Regions from separate parts of the Mus musculus genome. Here all the other regions are linked to region 3. Evidence: chromatin contacts called from public Hi-C data. All regions are on one chromosome and are shown on one strand. Each heading gives the region's core, a stretch centred on a gene start, on an enhancer-like site or on the middle of the called end of the contact. The rest is flanking DNA. Distances are from core to core; before and after follow the strand shown.

The links. A called contact is a pair of places that touch in the nucleus more often than the background predicts.
Region 1: a contact with region 3 is called in a Hi-C map of cerebral cortex, with 2.4 times the contacts expected there. The contact joins two enhancer-like sites. A contact is called at or near these places in 1 of 484 Hi-C or Micro-C datasets (cerebral cortex), 1 of 115 datasets of contacts at active chromatin or transcription factors (bone marrow-derived macrophages) and 2 of 9 other capture datasets (adipose tissue and pancreatic islet).
Region 2: a Hi-C map of forebrain shows a contact between it and region 3, with 3 times the contacts expected there. The contact joins two enhancer-like sites. A contact is called at or near these places in 1 of 484 Hi-C or Micro-C datasets (forebrain) and 4 of 9 other capture datasets (adipose tissue, embryonic stem cells, liver and 1 more).

What each region holds. Positions count from the first base shown.
Region 1 is chr7:125,692,265-125,695,827 of GRCm38.p6, reverse strand. Gtf3c1 (general transcription factor III C 1) reads left to right here. Exons shown (of 37, transcript NM_207239.1): 6 at 2,566-2,689. Among named protein-coding and RNA genes, the nearest start is that of Gtf3c1, 14 kb to the left of the region's middle. Within about 2 kb of position 1,292, at least 9 of the 459 cell types and tissues checked have an H3K27ac peak or open chromatin away from gene starts, as enhancers often do. A contact at or near this core is called in cerebral cortex, where this site is marked.
Region 2 is chr7:126,007,515-126,010,914 of GRCm38.p6, reverse strand. The region is part of intron 2 of Gsg1l (GSG1-like); the gene reads left to right. Among named protein-coding and RNA genes, the nearest start is that of Gm51456, 56 kb to the right of the region's middle. Within about 2 kb of position 2,009, at least 33 of the 459 cell types and tissues checked have an H3K27ac peak or open chromatin away from gene starts, as enhancers often do. A contact at or near this core is called in forebrain, where this site is marked.
Region 3 is chr7:125,845,457-125,849,009 of GRCm38.p6, reverse strand. The region is part of intron 15 of D430042O09Rik (RIKEN cDNA D430042O09 gene); the gene reads right to left. Among named protein-coding and RNA genes, the nearest start is that of Gm51456, 110 kb to the left of the region's middle. Within about 2 kb of position 1,944, at least 21 of the 459 cell types and tissues checked have an H3K27ac peak or open chromatin away from gene starts, as enhancers often do. A contact at or near this core is called in cerebral cortex and forebrain, where this site is marked.

The DNA of each region.
Region 1 (3,563 bases), core at 43-2,542, 150 kb after region 3:
GGTCTCTGATTACACCTAGCAGAACAGCCAGCAAGAGTCGCCTGTGCTGTGCTAGTCTTTGATTTCATTGTGTACAGGAAGGCCTCTTCCTGTCATAAGAACCATTGCTTCCCTATCTCGGGCAGTAAACTGTCCTGGTGGTTTTGTTTTTTCACCTTGAGATTTCAGATAGAAGTTTATCTATGAGAGTTTAGGTAGGCCTGGCCCCACTGATGCTCATGATGGCAACCAGCTGGAAGTGACCAGCTCCATCAAGTCCCTCAGCTTCCTGTTACCTCCCAGATCCTGGCAGAATCAATGCCTTTGCTGTCCCGAATACCCTGAAGTTTGGGATAGAAGTGTATTTCTCTGTCTCAGTTGATCAAAAAATGGGAAATCAAAAAAAGGAAGAAAAAAACATTTCAGGAGACTTAAATAGAAGTGAGAAAAGTTGCTACAGGCTGAAGAAAGCCAATGTCTGCCCCTTTGTTCTTTTATGTTCTCTGTTCCTGTGTATTCTCTAGGAACTGGGACACTGCTGAACCCCTCCTTGAGGAACAGGAAGCGATAGTCTTGTTCAAGTTAGGACTACGGCCCCACTGTTCAGAACATTGTATCTTTGAGCACATGGCTCAGTGAGTGTTTAGAGTTAGAACTGGATCAAGGTGGCAGAAGTGGGTGAAGATGGCAGGCAGTCCTGGTCACAGGGTCCTGTCATCGGGAGGGCTAGAGGATGAATGCACAGTGGGAGATGTAGCCCTAGACTGCTTACACCTGACAGCAGTTCTCAGAAGAGATAGGGCTCTTAGAAGCTAGCGGTGATTGTGTGAGGTGGTGGGTGAAGGTGACAAAAGATGAGGGGGTTTTTGATGGCCTGGCTTAGACTAGAAGTCTAAGACTTAGAGTCTAGAAGCCTTGGGTAGTACCTGTATCAGTGGCTGCATGGAGAAGCCCAGGAAGAACCAGTGGTGGCACGAGGCACCAAGAGAAGGAGAGCATAGGCTGGGTCATGGCCTGCAGGCCACCACTGCACTTTGAATTTGAGATGTATTTAGAAAGTGACACAGTGTTGAGTGGTGACCCAGGATGTAAGAGGACTGACAGAATGTCTGCAGATACAACTCAGGCTTTTAGTTTGAGTGGCTGACCCTCAGGTAGACTAGAATGTGACAGCAGGCTGGGCTCTGGGATTCATGCTGGACTGCTGTGTGTTCTGTGAGCCAAGAGCAGAGTGTGGGTGAGGAGGGGCACTCTGTGGCCCGAGCCTGAGATTTGTGGAGCAGGAAGGCTTTCTGGGTGTTCTCTTAGAGATGTCTAGTCTGCAGCTGGCGGTAGATTCCAAGGAGAGCCAACCACACTAACCTGTAGCTGAAGTGGGTGCTGGTCTTGGGGCTCCTGCTGTTCTCTCTGCTGGACAGAATGCGTAGGTCCCCTGAAGGCATTCCACATCATCTTCCCTCATTCTGGATGTTCCAGAGCTCAGCACCATATGCTCGGGGTAGGACTTGATGGATGGGTTTCCAAAGGCTCTTTCTAGCTGACAGGCTCAGCTAAATTAACAAAAGGCCCCGTGTACAAACCTTCCTGTTTGAAGGAGCCAGATGGGATTCATCTGGGTTTCTTGGATAACCATATGTTCTGTAGCCCAACGGTGAAAGTGCTGGCTCCTTTGAGTGGGCTGCAGATTGTGCTGAGACTCACAGGCATTTGCTGTCTCTGCCTCAAGTGTGCCAAGCAGTCCCAAGACTCGGAGCAGTGCTGAATAATGAGTGCCTTCTCTTCACCAGTTCATACTTTGCTTGCCCATGGGTTGTACAGCCAGGTGGCAACAAAGGCTAGTAGTAGATTGGCTGGGGGCAGGACATTTTATGCGGTATAGATTTTAAAACTTTGTTGTCAACAGCATCAGAGAAGAGTGACATACGTGTGACAGATAGCAGGCAGCAGCTGACCTTCACCTGTGCTGTTCAAGGGTCTGCCAGGGAATGTATAGACCTATAGTCCCCTGAGGACCACATGCCCTGCTAGCTACAGAGGTGTTTGATCACGTCTCCCTGGCTGGTGCCTGAGAAGCTGCATCAAATGACAACTTGCTGAAGTTGATCTCTCATTTATTGTGAGAGTCTTGGGATGGAACCCGGGTGCTCTGGCTTGGTGGCAAATACCTTTACCTACTGACCCGTCTCTCTGACTCCTTAGGTGACTTTTATTTATTTATTTTTCTCTACTGCCTTTGGGAAGACTCTGTTAATGATTCATGCATACACTTGGATTTTAAAAGCAGTATGGAAGTCTTGGTGGACAGTCTTCTCTTAGCTCTGCCCCTACCAGTCTTACTCTACCCTATCTACTGTTGCAGGGTCTCTCAGCACATCTCTTTCCCCTCTTTGTAGTCACAGCAGGGTGTCTGTGCTGCTCCATACTTTGTTCAGCTCCTCGAGTGCAGCTTGGCAATCTCATTAGTACCTGTGGCATTTCTTCAGTTACTGTCAATTGGTAATTGTCATCCTGGAAACTAGTGTTTCTGCAGTGCTGGGATTCCCCAGTGCCTTAACTTAGCAGTACCCGTGGGCTTATGTTTTGCAGGGGCTGTGTGAAAGGACATTCAAGCGTCTGTACCAGTACATGCTGAATGCTGGGCTGGCCAAGGTGGTGTCCCTTCCCTTGCAGGAGATTCACCCTGAGTGTGGTCCCTGTAAGACCAAGAAAGGTAAGAGCAGAACCTTGTGGCCAACTGGCTCTCCTTGTTGTCATTTTCTCTGGTCACATTCTGCCTTGAAGTGTGAAGATTACACTTCATTCAGTTCCTTACTGCTCAGTGCCTTCTATCTAAAAAGGATCCGAGAAGTGTGCCCCGAATTCTAGTGGACTCCTCTGCAAGGGTGTCCTCTAGCAGCCTTCCCTCTTGCACCAATCTCTTCTTTGTGCCTTCATTCTTTCCTTTTTTGGTACTGGGGACTGAACCTAGAGTGTTGTGCTTTCTGGGTCAAGGGCTCTACTGCTGAGCTGTTTACCAAGCCCTGTTTGAAATACAGTCGTGTCACACAACCATAAGAGTGTGTTTCAGAGATGGACAGCACAGCATGCACTCACACATAGATAACGAGGGTCAGACACTCAGGGTGGCTTCTTGGTGTAATCCAAAGATAGTCAGCACAAAGTGTACACGATTGGCTGGATATACAGGCATGGTGCTTACAATAATAAACATTTTCTTCAAGTAGGAGGAATATGTTGTAAAATTATCATGGTACTCTGTAAACCAGTAACAGAATAGTTGATTAGCGAGCATTATGTACTGTCTGTCCCTGTGCCGTGCTTTTGCCTCAAATGCAGGAGAAATCATTACACTGTCACAGCAAAGGGTCATTGATTGAGAGAGGTTTTTAACTTCTTTATAACTATGATACTGCTGCTGTGTGTACAGCACACATGACTGCTCTGCATCATAGCCTCTGTAGCCCTACAAGGTTGATCTTAGCATCAACATCTGACCTATAAGAAAGCTCAGAGATGCTAATAGAGTTGGGAGATGGCTTTGTGGGCAAAGGGTTTGCTGAACAAGCATAAGATCTGGGTTTCGG
Region 2 (3,400 bases), core at 760-3,259, 160 kb before region 3:
CCTGTTCCAGGGGGAACTACTAGAGTGAAGAGAATTCTGGGCAAACTGGGTCAGGGAGGTGAGCCGGGCAAGAAGGGCCAGGTGAGGGTGTGCCAGGAGGGGCTGCTGGGGGAGGGGTGGGAGTTCAGGGGCTCTGGTGACTCCCCAGTCCTCTGCCTCCTGTGTCTTACATTGGTTCCTCCTTGCTCTGCCTGCTGCTTCAAAAAAGGGACCAACTCCTGTTCCCATCCTGCCAGGGAAGGAAGACGCCAGGGTGAGATCTTAGATGACTCCCGAGTGGCCACATGCCAAAGGCTCTTCTTTAAGCTTGGGGCACGTCTCAGAGACAGAAGGAGCTCCAGGGACAGGGCCTGGTGAGGGCAAGTTAGGTTGTTTGGGATGTGCCTCAGAAGGGGACACCAGGACCCTTCCCCCCCTCTCTGCTTTCTGCCCACCGGGAAGGAAGCCACTTCTGTCGTTCACAGGCACAAAGCAAGTAGCCAAGAGACTGAAGCCGGTCGCAGCCATGTCCTCCAAGCTAAAACACTTCTTTCAGGCTCAGGAAGCAAACCTCACAAACCCAAGGAGACGTCTCAAAAAGACGAAGCTCTCAGGACTGCTCCTGCAGTCTGTGCAAACAGGAACAACTGAAGGGTGGCATCTGTCGGGGTGAAGCTTCTGTGAGTTACCTACCTCATTAAGTGACCTCAGCAACCTCACTGCCTCACCAGGCTGGATTTGGGTGGGAGTCTTTCTTTAGTCTCTCACTGGGAAGTCTATCTGGAGTGAACAGAGATTCGTTCATGTCACCTCTGAAAAATCCCATGACACCTCTGAAGCTGTAAGCTGTGGTAAACCTTTCCCCATTTCAGATGACTCCCCTGGGAGTTTGTCCCACCAAACAGAAAGCTGAGGCGGGGGTCTGGTCTCAGCTGCCATTTTCCAGGCCAGGAGCTGAGGCCGTTGATGGAGCTCTGGGCTGCCACCTGCTCTGTGTAGTAAATCTTCCTTCTGTATACAATCTCTAAGAAATGGGGTCCCCCTTGCTGCGCCCTCCCTCAGCCCTGGCACACAGAAGACATGGAATGGGCACCGTCTGCATGCCAGTCCCCTGCAGGCATGCGATTCTATTGACGCCTCATCAGAGCCCGCAGAGGTGTTTTGGTTTCTCTTGTTTCCCCGAGCGGGGAAGTTGAGGCTTACCGAGCTAGAACAGGGCCACGCAGTGTCAGAGCTGGGGTTTAATTCCGCAGCATCCGAGGACCATGCTAAAGAGCATGGGGTCTGGGTTCACATTCCGGCTGTGCCTCAGTGTCCGCAGAGCACCAGACAAGCTACCCACCAATTATGGCTCAATGTCCCTTCTGTAAGGCGAGGGTCACATCACAGCTTGTGGGGTTCTGAGACCCAAAATGAGATGATCCATGCAAGAGTAGGTCAACAAATATCTGGTTGAATATTTCGTTCTATTCCCCTGCTCATCAGTTCCCCCTCCCCCTGCCCTTCCCCCCTAGCCTCCCCCCTCCAGTCATGAGCTAACTTGTGTTTCTGTCTATTCAACTAATATTCAGCTACTCCACTGAGGGTGGCAAGAGTCCCATACACCCCAGGCACTTCCACAGCCTTCCTTTCATCCCCCCTCCCCCACCCTAGCTCTCTGACGTCATAACTTAGCTCTGGTGTATGTCAGAGCTGTAAGACAGTTGACTCAGAGAGGTTGATCGGGGAGCCTAATGACACACAGCATCATGGCAGGTCCTATTTGGCTTTGTGCCACTTTTGCCCGGTTGGAAATGCCACCCCACCTACAGTTCTGGCCCCTTGTTTGCTTCTTGGGCTCTAGACATTCTTTGGGTTGCTCGCTGTGTGTTCCCACAGCCTGGGAGGCCCCTGCCTTGAAGCGGACAGCTGTCAGGGTCCACGTGTTGGAGCAGCTGAGGGAATCCAAAGCCCCCCTGCTCTTGCTGCATCCCATCTGCTGCCTCCCACAGCCTTGTCATCGGCAACCATCTGCCGGGTTCCCCAGAGGCATTGCAATGCTTGAATGTGGCATAGATGCCCAATAGGCTTTGTGGCCGTGTGGATCAGGGAGGGACCCGTGCCTGCAGTTCCTGGAACCTTGAGCTCCAGACAGCCTCCAAGTGGAGGTCCTTGGAGGCCAGAGTCCACCTAGCCTGGTGCTCTGGGGCCAGCTGGGTGGCAGTGGATACCACTAAGGTTCCTCTGGCTTCCCAGCCTGGGCTGTCCTGGCCCTGCTTGCCTGGAGCAGCCAATGTGATAGGCTGGAGGCAGGGCTTCTCTGGGCTGCTTCTGCCTGGTAGCCTCTGACCCTTGTCTACCCCCTGTTTGTGGATTTGAGTGGAGGCTGTCCAATCCTCTCACTAGCTTCTATTGTTTGTGGCGCTGGGGACAGAGGAGCCTTGAGCTTGCCAAGCCAACGCGCTCATGTCTAGTCACACCCCAGCCTGTTTTAAGTCACTGTGATGATAGTTTTACTGCAATTTTGTTGTCCTCCTGGGGAATTGGCCCATGGAAAGTGTCCACTTTAGCAATAGGTTCAGAGCTGTGTGCCCACTGCCACCTGGTGTAGTGCATCTTTGTCACTCAGCACCTGTCCCTCCTCAGTTGGCCCCCAAACTAGACAGCAGTCATTGTAGAATTGTGGCCTCTGTGGTTGCGTTCACTTCTAAGGGGTTTTTCAAGAGTTATCCTCTCTCTCTCTCTCTCTCTCTCTCTCTCTCTCTCTCTCTCTCTCACTCTCTCTCTCACTCTCTCTCTCCCATCCTCCCTCCCTCTCCCCCTCTCCCCCTCCACCTCTCTCTCTCCTCCCACCCTCTCCTTCTCCTCCCTCTCCCTCCCCTCTCTCTGTCTCTGTCTCTCTTTCTCTCTCTATGCATGGTGCACATGTGTGTGACAGGCAGATGTGTACATATGCACGTGTGTTTTCACAGTTTTTTTTTTAAATCTTCTTTCTTTTGGAGACAGGGTCATCGAACCTGGGTTTTCTGGATTGGATTCAGTAGCCTAGCTGAGCTGCAAGGACCTCTTATCGTCCCCCCTGGGGTCACCGGTGTGTGCCACCAAGCCAGGCTCTTTGAGCGGGTGCTGGAGTTGCTCTCAGGCCTTTCTGTTGGTGCCGCAGTCACTTTACCACTTATCCACCTCGCCAGCCCCCTAATTCATTTCTTTTGATCACCAAATAATGAGCTTTTAAAATTGACACAATATTTGTACTTATTTACGGGGCATCAGACTTTGGCGTGTGGCTGTAACGTGTAATTATCAAATTGGGTAATTAGCATTCTCAGCTCCTCCAGCAGTTACTTCAGATGCTCTGAAATATACAGTGAACCTCTGTGGACTGTACCAACCCTCTGGCTCGCTCTTATGAAACCAGCTTAAAATTTTTTTTTTTTGGTAT
Region 3 (3,553 bases), core at 695-3,194:
CTCCCTGCCTGCAGTCCACTCCCAGCCTGCGCTCCAGGGAGCTTGGCACTATCAATTACTCCTCTCTCTAGGTTCCTCCAACACTGCTTCCTCCAGAGCTTTCCACTGCTCGCTCGGCCTGCAGACATGTATACATCTCTCCTGTCTAGAAAAGGGAGGGTACCAGATCCTGTGGTTCCCTCCTATCATGCCCTGTTCTCCTCCCCTTTTCTATACAGACATCTATTTCCTGTCTTAATAGTGGCCTTTCAACTCCACCCTGAACTCAGCTTCCCTTCTTTGGGGAACAAGCCTCAGCTTTCTGAAGACCATCCCACTGTGAGGCTATCCACACAGAAGCTGGTGTGTGTGTGTGTGTGTGCTGTCATTCTCCTGGCCGAGTCAGACTGATGGGATACAGGGTTGCTATATGTGGAGGCCTAGCTGACTACACTGTGGGGAACCTGCCTAAAAATGATGCCAACTTGGGAACAGGAATCAAAAGGTAAGGAGAAACTTTGATGGCTTTCTATGGGCTCCTGCATCTCCTGTTCCCCACAGCACTGGTGGCTTTTTGCACTTTGAATGCCTAGGATGCCTATGACTCTCAGGACTCCCCATTTACAGCAAGTGACAATGACTTCTAGTCTTTGTCAGTTTTCACTTCATTCCTGACATCCCAGACAAAGGTCTTGCATTTGACAGTCTGTCCTCCCAGTGGTTTAGGAAACATACCACTTCAGCTACCTGACCCATAGGTCTAGCTAGCTAGCTTTTGTTTCTTTTCCTTTCCTCTCTCTTTCTTTTTCCACCCATATATCTCTTTCTTTGCTTCTTTCTCCCCACCCCTTTGAGATGCAGTCTCATTCCATAGCTCAGACTGGCCTCAAACTGTGACCTACCTGCCTCAGCCTCCAGAATCACAAGAGCACAGTGTGCCCACCACACCCAGCCTACTCACAGCGTCCTAGCACAGTGGCACCACCTTGTTGCTGCAAAGTCTAAGAATACCTGAGACTTACTTGGTCCTTGGTTCCATCCTGCCCTGTTCTTACCCAGCTAGCACTCTTTCTCAGCTCCCACACAGGCACTGTCCAACCTCAGAGCAAGTTCTGCCAGGCTTCTTTAATTCCAGTGACAAAACTACTAGGCTCTTTGCTGGTGACAGATAGAAAAGAGGGGACAAAGCAGGCATGGCAGAACCCACAGATGACAGCCTCCACACTGATCTGGAGGACTGAAGGCAAGAAGCCTCTCTATCTTAGAAAACACTTTCTAGATTGCTATCTGTGTGGTCTGGTCACTTTAACACCCTGAGCCATGAGCCTACAGCAGAGTTTGTCACATGCTATTTTCATCACCACGATCATTTCTTATGCCAAGAATAAGAATGCTTTTGCTCACTGTGCCCACAAGCCCTGTTGCGGCTCTTCCTAATTCTGCAACCTCCATCTCCCCAGCCACTGCTATTCTCCTTCACCCCACCAGATGTCTTCTTCAGTGGGGCTTTGTCCTTCTCTGCCTTCTGTGGGGACAGCTCTTCTTCCACATGGTCACTTCCTTTCAGTGCCACCCCTCCACCTCATCCTTGCTCCCTGGCATGACCGGGTGCCATGCACAGAAAGCATGAGGTGCTAGAAATACCTAGACGTGTTTGCTGGGACAGGAAGGCCTGTCAACACTAGCTTCTTGCCCTCAGTCTCTTGGATCAGCCTGGAGGTCGTAACCTGCAGGTTCTCCCATGCCTCTTCTGTTCCCATCTTCCTATCTGCCACCAATAAAGAACCCAGAAGTCCCCATTATTCTCTCCTCCCAGGAACTGGTGTGACACGTGGCAGAAGGGGCTCTAGCACAGGCTGTCATCACTCTGGTCTCTGTGATCTGAATTCCTCTGACTGAAAGTAATGGCGGGATTAGCCTATAAGCGTGCCAGGAAACACTACATACACCATACACCAGGAACTTGGCTGGCATGCCTCTGCCAGGGAGCAGGGACTTGGCATTCCTTCTGAGTCTGCCTTCCAGGCTCCTCCCTGAGTCGCATACTTGTTCTAAAAGGAGAGGCATAGACTTTCTCCTGCCCCTGTTGGCTGTGATGGCAGCTGGCATCCAGGTGTCTCCCTGTGCGCCTCTGCTGGGGACATGCTCTGAGACTACTTGGGACTAAGCTAAGGCTTGGCTTGTCACTGCTGACAAGCTTATCCTAAATCTCTGTTAGACAGGAAGTTTCCTGTTTCTCTTCTGTGGTACTGAGGATGAAATAAATGTTAAACACGCTCTCATTAAACCATGTCCCCAGATCCAGTCCTAAACCCAAATGAGCAGCAGAAAGCAATGGTGTCCATCTGCAGTCTATGAAGTCTAGAAGGATCTCTGATGATGACACAACAGGATTCAAGAAGCCAGAAGACTTGTCCTGTGTGGAGTCAGATACAGACAATTGAAGCTCAGAGTTTATAAAACTGCCCTTGTCACCATCAGCACATCGGCATCAATGGCCATTAACACAGGAAGCAAGAATGGACAAGAATGGACGGGGAAATACAACACAACTACCTACCTTCCTTCCACTGCACCTGCTTCAGCCATTGCTGACTGGGCACAGTCTGGACAACTGACCCAAGTCTACCAATCAACACCCCTTGAGACTCCAGAATTGGCTGCAGGGCCCAGAACCAGCACTCAGACACTTGGGACTGAAAGGCCTTTGGCTACCTGTGAACAAACTAGCAAGGAAAAGGTGGTCTGGTGGACTTGTGCAGAGAACCAAGGGAACAGGGAGAAGATGCTACTAGCCTTTGGTATTTTGGACCCTGAAGTCTCCACCTACTCTTCACTGCTCATGGTAAAGGCTGATGACACCTCATCCACCCATGGCCGATGCACCCCGCTTCCAGAATGGACATGGTATTATAGTAAAACATGATCCCCTGCTAGGCCACGGTAAAGGTCCACTGTGGGGGTCTCACCATGGGGAGCACTATGAAGCTTATCGCTCCACTAGCATTTTGGTAGACTCATCCAGCATGCTTCCTGGAGGCCCAGGCAGTGGGGCTTTGGAATTGGGTGATGGGTAATAACACCATTTCTAAACAACTTTCCTCATTAGCAAAACCAGCTAACAAGCACTAAATCTTAAGGACTTGATTCTTGATGTGTCATTGAACCAAGCAGGGAAATGCCTGGCAAGAAACTCAAGTGAGATTGAGGCCTCTGAACTTGGACAGTTGGACTGTTGCCTGTCACCAAGAACTCCCTGCAGCTCCACGTCTGCTTAAAGCCTGGCTGGCCATCCAGTGAGTGTTGGCAGTTATGCTAATAGGCTCAGGATGGTGGGACTGATCCACTGTGGCTCAAATTCTATACTAGCCCCACTGGGTGTGGGAAAGGAATCTCTAGAAAAGTGGCTTAAACTTCACATTTTTTTTTTATCTATAAGATGGGGCTGTTAAGAGGATTCAGAATCATTAAGGTTGGACCAGACCTTGGCAAAGAATACATGGATCCAGGCCCTGCTTGTCACCACTGTCCTGCCCCACAGCATGTCACCTAAGCCAGGATTTCATACCCAGAA